Regions from separate parts of the Oryctolagus cuniculus genome. Here region 2 is linked to region 1. The links are chromatin contacts, called in public Micro-C maps. All regions are on one chromosome and are shown on one strand. The core of a region is the stretch at or near the end of the contact, and the rest is flanking DNA. Distances in the headings are between cores, read along the strand shown. Region 1 overlaps IL20RB (interleukin 20 receptor subunit beta). Region 2 holds the start of STAG1 (STAG1 cohesin complex component).

Region 1 (3,681 bases), core at 647-3,146:
AAAGAGTCGCTACTGTCCAAAGTTGGGACGGTATGGGCATCAGGAGAATGCTGGCTGGCACCAGCTGACAGGATAAATGTGGGAAGTCACCAGTCCGTGATGACAGCCAACAAGAGCAGAGCAAACACAATGAACAAAGAAGGTGCCTTGGTTAGGATGTGTTGCTTCTTGTTATGCAGTTTCGTTGGGCTTCTGTGTCAATGCATGACATTTGTAAAAAAAAAAAAAAAAAAAAAAAAAAGCCTACCAGAAGGCACTTTTTCCTGCCAACTCGGCCCAAGCCACCACTGCCTCCCACCTGAACGCCTGTAACACCCGCCCCCCACCCCCCCCACTTCCCCCTGGGCACCTGCTTGGCGCCTGTCTGCCAGGGGATTCTGTGGCCCAGTTCTTTCAAGTTCCTCCTACACACGGATTGCAGACTCTCTTAAAAAAAAAAAAAGATGTTTTCTCTTATTTTTTGTGTGCCCTATTTTATTCTTGGGCTACAGTAACTCAACTCCTGTGGGTTCAGATCTCAGTTTGCGTTCGCTCTGTCCTGACCAGATCCCTTCCGGGAGCCCACCTGGAAGGAAGGACCTCATTATGTCCACGGGTGTCTGGCGCCACCTTGTGTTGAGTTTGGGAATATTTCTTTTGTTGTCACTTCGCGCTTCCTGGACTTGCTGGGTGGAGGAAGGAAAGCTAAAATTCTCAAGGGCTTGGACCCTAACAGACCTCCATAATCACTAGTGGAGTGGGCCCTTTTGGGCCACCATCTCTTTGCCCCGTGCCTGTATCTCTCTCTCTCTCTCTGTATTGTTCCCAGCATGTCCTAGGGGGCTGCCCTGTGCCCCAGGCTCTCCCTTCCAACCCCTTGGCTTCTGCCTCCCTCCCTCCCTCCCTCACTCACTTTGTTGGTCTTTCCTCTGTGCTGCCATTCCCTACTTCTGGGGAAAAAAAAAGAGACTGATTTGGGACATCTGCTGTCCTATTTCCAGCCCACTCCTGGGCTAGGCTGGCTCTTTTACTCCTTGAGCTGTGAGTTTATAGAAGGGAATTTGTCTTTGTAAATTCTGACTTTCAAATAAATAAATAAATCTTAAAAAATAAAACCAACCTGGCTGTTGGCATACTGAGTGCCTGCACAAGCCTCAGTAACTCCTGCATTTTGCATCTGTACTGAAAACCTCTCATCTGCGGTGGGCCTTTGGACCAGCAGTTAGGCCTGCTTCTCCCATCAGAGTGTCTGGATTGAGTCCGGGTGCTGGCACCAGCTCCTGAGCCAGCTTTCTGCGAAGGTGCACCCTGGGAAGGCAGCAGATGATGGCTCAGGTGGTCAGGCTCCTGTCACCCACCTGGGAGACCCACCTTGAGTACCTGACTCCTGGCTTTGGCAGCAGTGGACTGTGGGCATTTGGGGAGTGAACTAGTGGATGGGAGCTGTCTGTCTGTCTCTCAAAAAAGACAAAAGCAAACAAAAATAGTCATCTGGGAAGCAGCCACACCCATCCAGAGTTCCTGGACTTGCATGCAAATCTTTTACTAAATTGCGTCACTGTACGGCTACGCCCATGGAAAAACACTGACTTGGCAGGAGCCCGTTGCGATCTCACACCTCCACTGTTGCCCCACCATCCTGACTTGAGTTTTGCATCTTGCAGTTGGAAATAGAACCGAATAGGACATCCCCAGCCCTCAGATTCAGCCTCAATTAAGGAGGCCAACGAGGTGGACGACCGAATTCTGGCTGCACGCACAGAATTTAATTTAGCAGATGGCAGCAACTAGATGGCGACCTTGAATTAGGAGCAACTTCGAACAGCCCGATTGTAATTTATGAGATAATCTCTTTTTAACACAAAAGGATTTGTCCACTTACAAACATTTTGGAAAGCTCTAAACATTCATCGCAGTAGAAGTGGCATCTCGAGACTTCTGAGTACCGTCTGCTTGGAAATATGCCCTCCAAACAGGAGGCGCCTGGCGGCTGAGAGTCTGAAATGGGTTGGGTTGGCTTTGTAAGGGTGTTGGGAATACAGTTTGTGGACTTTTAGCCGTGCAGACTGGTGACGCTGGATGCCTGTTTGTGGAATTAGAAAGCGTATGAATTGCAGTGTTTTTAAAACCAGCAGGTCACTGCCTGTCCTGCATTCCCACTGCCTTTCTCACCTTCCCTTCTGCCCTAAATTCCTTCTTCCTTTATTTAAATTTTATTTCTAAAAAGATTTTTATGTATTTATTTGAAAGGAAGAGTCAGGGGAGAGAAAGAGAGAGAGAGGGAGGGAGGGAAGGAAAGGGAGAGAAAGAGGATGAGAAACTTCTGTCCATTGGTTCATGCATGCCATCCAGGTCTCCCACAGGAGTGGCAGGGACTCAAGCACTTGGGCCTTCATCTGCTGCCTTCCCAGGTGCATCAGCGGGGAGCTGCACTGGCAGTCGTGTGGCTGGGTTTCCAACCGGCGCTCTGATGGGAGGCACGGGAGGTGCTGCAGCAGTGCCTTCATCTGTCACACCACAATGCCGGCCCTTCTTCCTTTATTTTACTAACAGGTTTTAAACTTAGAACGAGCCGGCGCCGCAGCTCACTAGGCTAATCCTAGTTCAGTCCCGGTCGGGGCGCCGGATTCTGTCCCGGTTGCCCCTCTTCCAGGCCAGTTCTCTGCTGTGGCCAGGGAGTGCAGTGGAGGATGGCCCAAGTGCTTGGGCCCTGCACCCCATGGGAGACCAGGAGAAGCACCTGGCTCCTGCCATCGGATCAGCGTGGTGCGCCGGCCGCGGCGGCCATTGGAGGGTGAACCAACGGCAAAGGAAGACCTTTCTCTCTGTCTCTCTCTCACTGTCCACTCTGCCTGTCAAAAAATAAAAAAAAAAAAAATAAAAAAGAAAAAGAAAAAAACTTTGAATGATAAATTTATTTTTTAAAAAATATTTTATGTGAAAGTCAGAGTTACACATACACAGAGAGAAGGAGAGGCAGAGAGGTCTTCCATCCACTGGTTTGCTCCTCAATTGGCCGCAATGGCCGGAGCTGTGCCAATCCGAAGCCAGGAGCCAGGAGCTTCTTCCGGGTCTGCACGTGGGTGCAGGGGCCCAAGGACTTGGGCCATCCTCCTCTGCTTTCCCAGGCCTTAGCAGAGAGCTGGTTAGGAAGTGGAGCAGCCGGTCTTGAACCAGCGGCCATACGGTTAGCCGGCACTGCAGGCAGCAGCTTTACCTGCTACACCACAGCACCGGCCCCCTGAATGATAAATTTAATTTTTGGTTGTCAAAAGCCAGCTTCAAGTTGAAGGACTGATTAAAACAAAACAAAACAAAACAAAACAAAACAAAACAAAACAAAAAACAACTTGGGCCCAGGGTATGGTTCTAAACAGACTGCAAAATACCCATTTCCAGAGCTGGGTGTGGTGGTGTGGGGTGGATGCCGGGAATTGGGCCTTTTTTTTCCTTTGGCAACAAGACTTTTTAAGATTTATTTATTTGAAAGGCAGAGAGAGAGAGAGAGAGAGACAAAGAAAGAGAACGAGATCTTCCATCCACTGGTTCATACCACAAATGGTCTGATCCAAAGCCAGGAGCCAGGAGCTTTTCCCAGGTCTCACATTTGGGTATAGGGGCCCAAGTACTTGGGCCATCTTCCGTTGCTTTCCCAGGCTCATTAGCAGGGAGCTGGATCAGAAGTAGAGCAGTTGGGACTGG
Region 2 (3,570 bases), core at 932-3,431, 250 kb before region 1:
AATGCAGTTTCCTCCTAGCACACACCCTCCAAGGCAACACGCAGATGATGCTCATGTTTGTGGGTTCCCGACCCCCCCCCCCGTGGGACACCTGAGACTGAGTTCTCAGCTCCTGACTTGGTCCTGATATAGCCCCAACTGTTGTGAGTACATCAAGAGAGTGAACCAGTAGATGGAAGATCTCTTGCTCAACCTCTCTCTCAATATGTAAATAAATAAATGGCGGATCACTTGAATAAATTTAGTTTACCTAGAGTACATTTTGGAAATTGAAAGCAAAAAAGCAAAACCAAAAAAATACAGCAAAACACCTGTTAGTTTTCTAGAACTTTATTTAGATAACAGGGAATTTCTGTTGTAAGTATTCTCTAAAATAAAAAGAAAATATTTGTAGTTTTCAGTATTTCCTTCCTTGATCAAAAATTTTAATCTGAATTCTTCAGACACTATAAATATGAGAACACAGAACAAAGTATAATACAATAAACAAGTTGTTTTCCTTTTCACTGTTCTGCATATGTCCCTAAGTGCTTCACCTTCAGAATTTCCTATTTTCTTGAAACACACACAAGGAAGACTAAAACTAAAAAAGCCATATTCAAATCCATGTAAGTTACAAATCATACAACTTATGCCAATTCAGACACTTTTTCAAACACTATTTTGTGTAAGACACAAAATTTAGTCTTCTCTAGTCACAACTACGAAAAATAAACTACATCATTTTAACGCCAACTTAACAGCAAATAATTCGCTACCTTAAAACCACATTGTTTTGAATCTACACGCTTCCAAAACCATCCCATGACTTCTATGCCCGGGGCAGGACTCCCTGCCTGGTGAGGAGAATCGGTAACACTCCAATTGTGGATAGATGGGGTGAGACGATAATCCTAAAATCCGAGAATTTCTTAGTCCAATAGAGCACACAAGAAACACCCAACGAAGGCCTTCCGAACGAGGCTCGGGTCCAACTCCAGGCACTCCAGTTTCCCCGCTCTTCACCCCGCCCCCACCCCGAGTAAAGGAGGGAAAACAACTTTTATTGGCCTCGTCTCCCCGGGGACTGGCAAACTAGCGGGGCAGAGCTCGGGCCTGGACACGTTTCTCCGGGAGGCCCCCGTCGGGGGCGGGGAAGGCAGATAGCGGGAAAGCCCGGCTCCGACGCCCGTCTGCTCCGGCCGGTGGCCCCCCTGCCCCACCCCACCACCAAGAGGCCCGGGCCAGCCACCAACACCGAGCGACCCCCCAGGCCCCTCCGCGGAGGCTCGCTCGCTGTCATGTGACGCCGCCGCCGCTACAACACCGCAGAAACGCAGGGCGCCGGGCGGCGGAAGGCGTTCGTGCCAGCCCGCCTCGGCCCGGCCCCGCCGGGCGCGGGCGAGTCCCGAGAGCCCGGGCGGGGGGGAGCGGAGGGCGGGCTTGGCGGCGGGCCCGAGCGCGCCACAAAGGCTTCCGCGCCTGTCGCCGTAGTGCCCCGGCGGGCGGGGGCACGGTTTTCGGGGCCCGCGGGAGGGGTGGGGAGCGGACCGGGGTGCCCGCCGCACCCACGGCCGCCTCCCCGCGTTCTCGGACGGCCCGCGGCCGCCGGGCCCCGCAACAGGCCCCGCGCGGCCTCCCTCCCCCGCGCGGGGCCCGCGCCCGGCCCGCCCGCGCCCCGCTCGCGCTCTCTGGCTCTCGCCGGCCTCCATCTTGGATCGGCGCTTCCAGCCCCCGCGCCGCTGCCGCCGCATTCCCCCTCTTTCCCGCCCCCCGCCGCCGTCGCCGCCGCCCGCACTCACCTCAGCTGCCCATCCGGGCGCCGCCGGCCGTCGACCTAGTTTCCCCCCAAAAGTCTCCGGTGTGTTATTCCCGATGTGGGGGGGTTGTTACGGGGTGGTCGCCGGGGGTTCGGGAGCGGGGGCCGCGCCTTCAACGGAGCTGCAATCCTAACCCGCCATCTGGTGGCATTTTCCACACGCCAATGGCGCCGCTGCAGACTTGGGTCCGGACCGCCCTCTGCTGGCCGCGGTGCTCACTGCCTCGCTGACGGGACGGGCCTGCCCGGAAAAGGGAGGGAGCTGAGGCGCGAGCTGGGGGCCGCGGCGGGGGCGCGCTCGAACGCTTTCCTGTGGGGATTGCGCGCACGCGCGCCAGCGGGGCGGGAAACGTGGCCGCTGCGTGGCGGCTCCGCCCCCGCACGGAGCGCTCGCCTGGCTCAGCCAATGGCGAGCAGCGGATGCCCCTGGATGAGGGCGCTGTGGTCGATTCGAGGGCTGCCCAAGGCGGGCGGAAGGACGGCCACGGCGCGCCTGCGCGTTAGCGGCTCCGAGCGGTCGCCCGCCATTTTTGGAGCCTGTCGGACACCTGGGAAAGAGCCCGCCCCCTGATGCCTTCACCAAGCAACACCCCCATCCGTCGCCGGCCCCCGCCCCAGGTCGCGCCGCGGACGCTGTCCTCCGGCCCCGCCCTGCTGCTGCCCCCGCCCCCCGCCCACGAGGCGAGCTGCGAAGCGGGCGGGAGTGTCTCCCGCGTTTAACTAGGGCCTCGGCGGCTGGCATTGTACGGGCAGTTTCTTGTTGACGAGGTGCTTTTCCCGCGCTAGAGTGGAAAGGTCTCGGGAGCCGCTGGGGACTTCCCTCGTCGCGGATCGAGACTGAGCACTGCCTGCTGCAGGCCGATTGGCGTCGTGCTGCCACTGTAAAGCAGCTCGGCTCCGTGGTGGCGGCTTTGCATAAGGCGGCAGCATTGGCTAGTTAGTGAGAAGGGAAAATACAGACTCAGCTTGGAATTTGGCTTCTCCTCCCACAGCCTTTGGACAACGCTCAGTGGCTCCGAAAGGGAAATAATTACTAACATGACCAAACTGTTCTGTAGAATCTCACCTCTTCCCCACTCTTCTTCCTCTTGAGACAGGGACCCCTGCCATACACCTGCTCCTAACTCTTTCCTGCAAAAGTGAATCCTTACTTTCCTGGGTTGTCAGTCCCATGTGTAACTCTATTGCCATGACCACCTTTATGTCAGTATTACCTGAACAGGTTACCCCTGAGGGTATTTCTTGTTTCTCTCCCAGGGGTCGCAAGTTGTTTGGCTTTTCACTGGAGGTAGTCACAATCAACCAGACTGGGTCAGAATTGAGGGCTAGATGGATGTATAGATATTTTCAAACTGTGATGGACTTCCTAATATATATATATATTTTTTTTTTTTTTTGACAGGCAGAGTGGACAGAGAGACAGAGAGAAAGGTCTTCCTTTGCCGTTGGTTCACCCTCCAATGGCCGCCGTGGCCGGCGCGCTGCGGCCGGCGCACCATGCTGATCCGAAGCCAGGAGCCAGGTACTTATCCTGGTCTCCCATGGGGTGCAGGGCCCAAGCACTTGGGCCATCCTCCACTGCACTCCCGGGCCACAGCAGAGAGCTGGCCTGGAAGAGGGGCAACCGGGACAGAATCCGGTGCCCCAACCGGGACTAGAACCCGGTGTGCCGGCGCCGCAAGACGGAGGATTATCCTACTGAGCCACAGCGCCGGCCCTAATATATTTTCCACATAGACTGTTTCTAGTTTTCTTCATTATTAAACGTACCA

What was found. A called contact is a pair of places that touch in the nucleus more often than the background predicts.
Region 2: a contact with region 1 is called in a Micro-C map of ear pinna, with 16 times the contacts expected there. The contact joins the promoter of STAG1 here to the enhancer-like site in region 1. A contact is called at or near these places in 3 of 6 Hi-C or Micro-C datasets (ear pinna, psoas muscle and an unstated tissue).

Annotation. Positions count from the first base shown.
Region 1 is chr4:144,624,491-144,628,171 of mOryCun1.1, reverse strand. The region is part of intron 7 of IL20RB (interleukin 20 receptor subunit beta); the gene reads left to right. Among named protein-coding and RNA genes, the nearest start is that of IL20RB, 35 kb to the left of the region's middle. Within about 2 kb of position 1,896, at least 1 of the 8 cell types and tissues checked has an H3K27ac peak or open chromatin away from gene starts, as enhancers often do. A contact at or near this core is called in ear pinna, where this site is marked.
Region 2 is chr4:144,872,590-144,876,159 of mOryCun1.1, reverse strand. STAG1 (STAG1 cohesin complex component) reads right to left here and starts at 2,181. Exons shown (of 35, transcript XM_070072781.1): 1 at 1,782-2,181.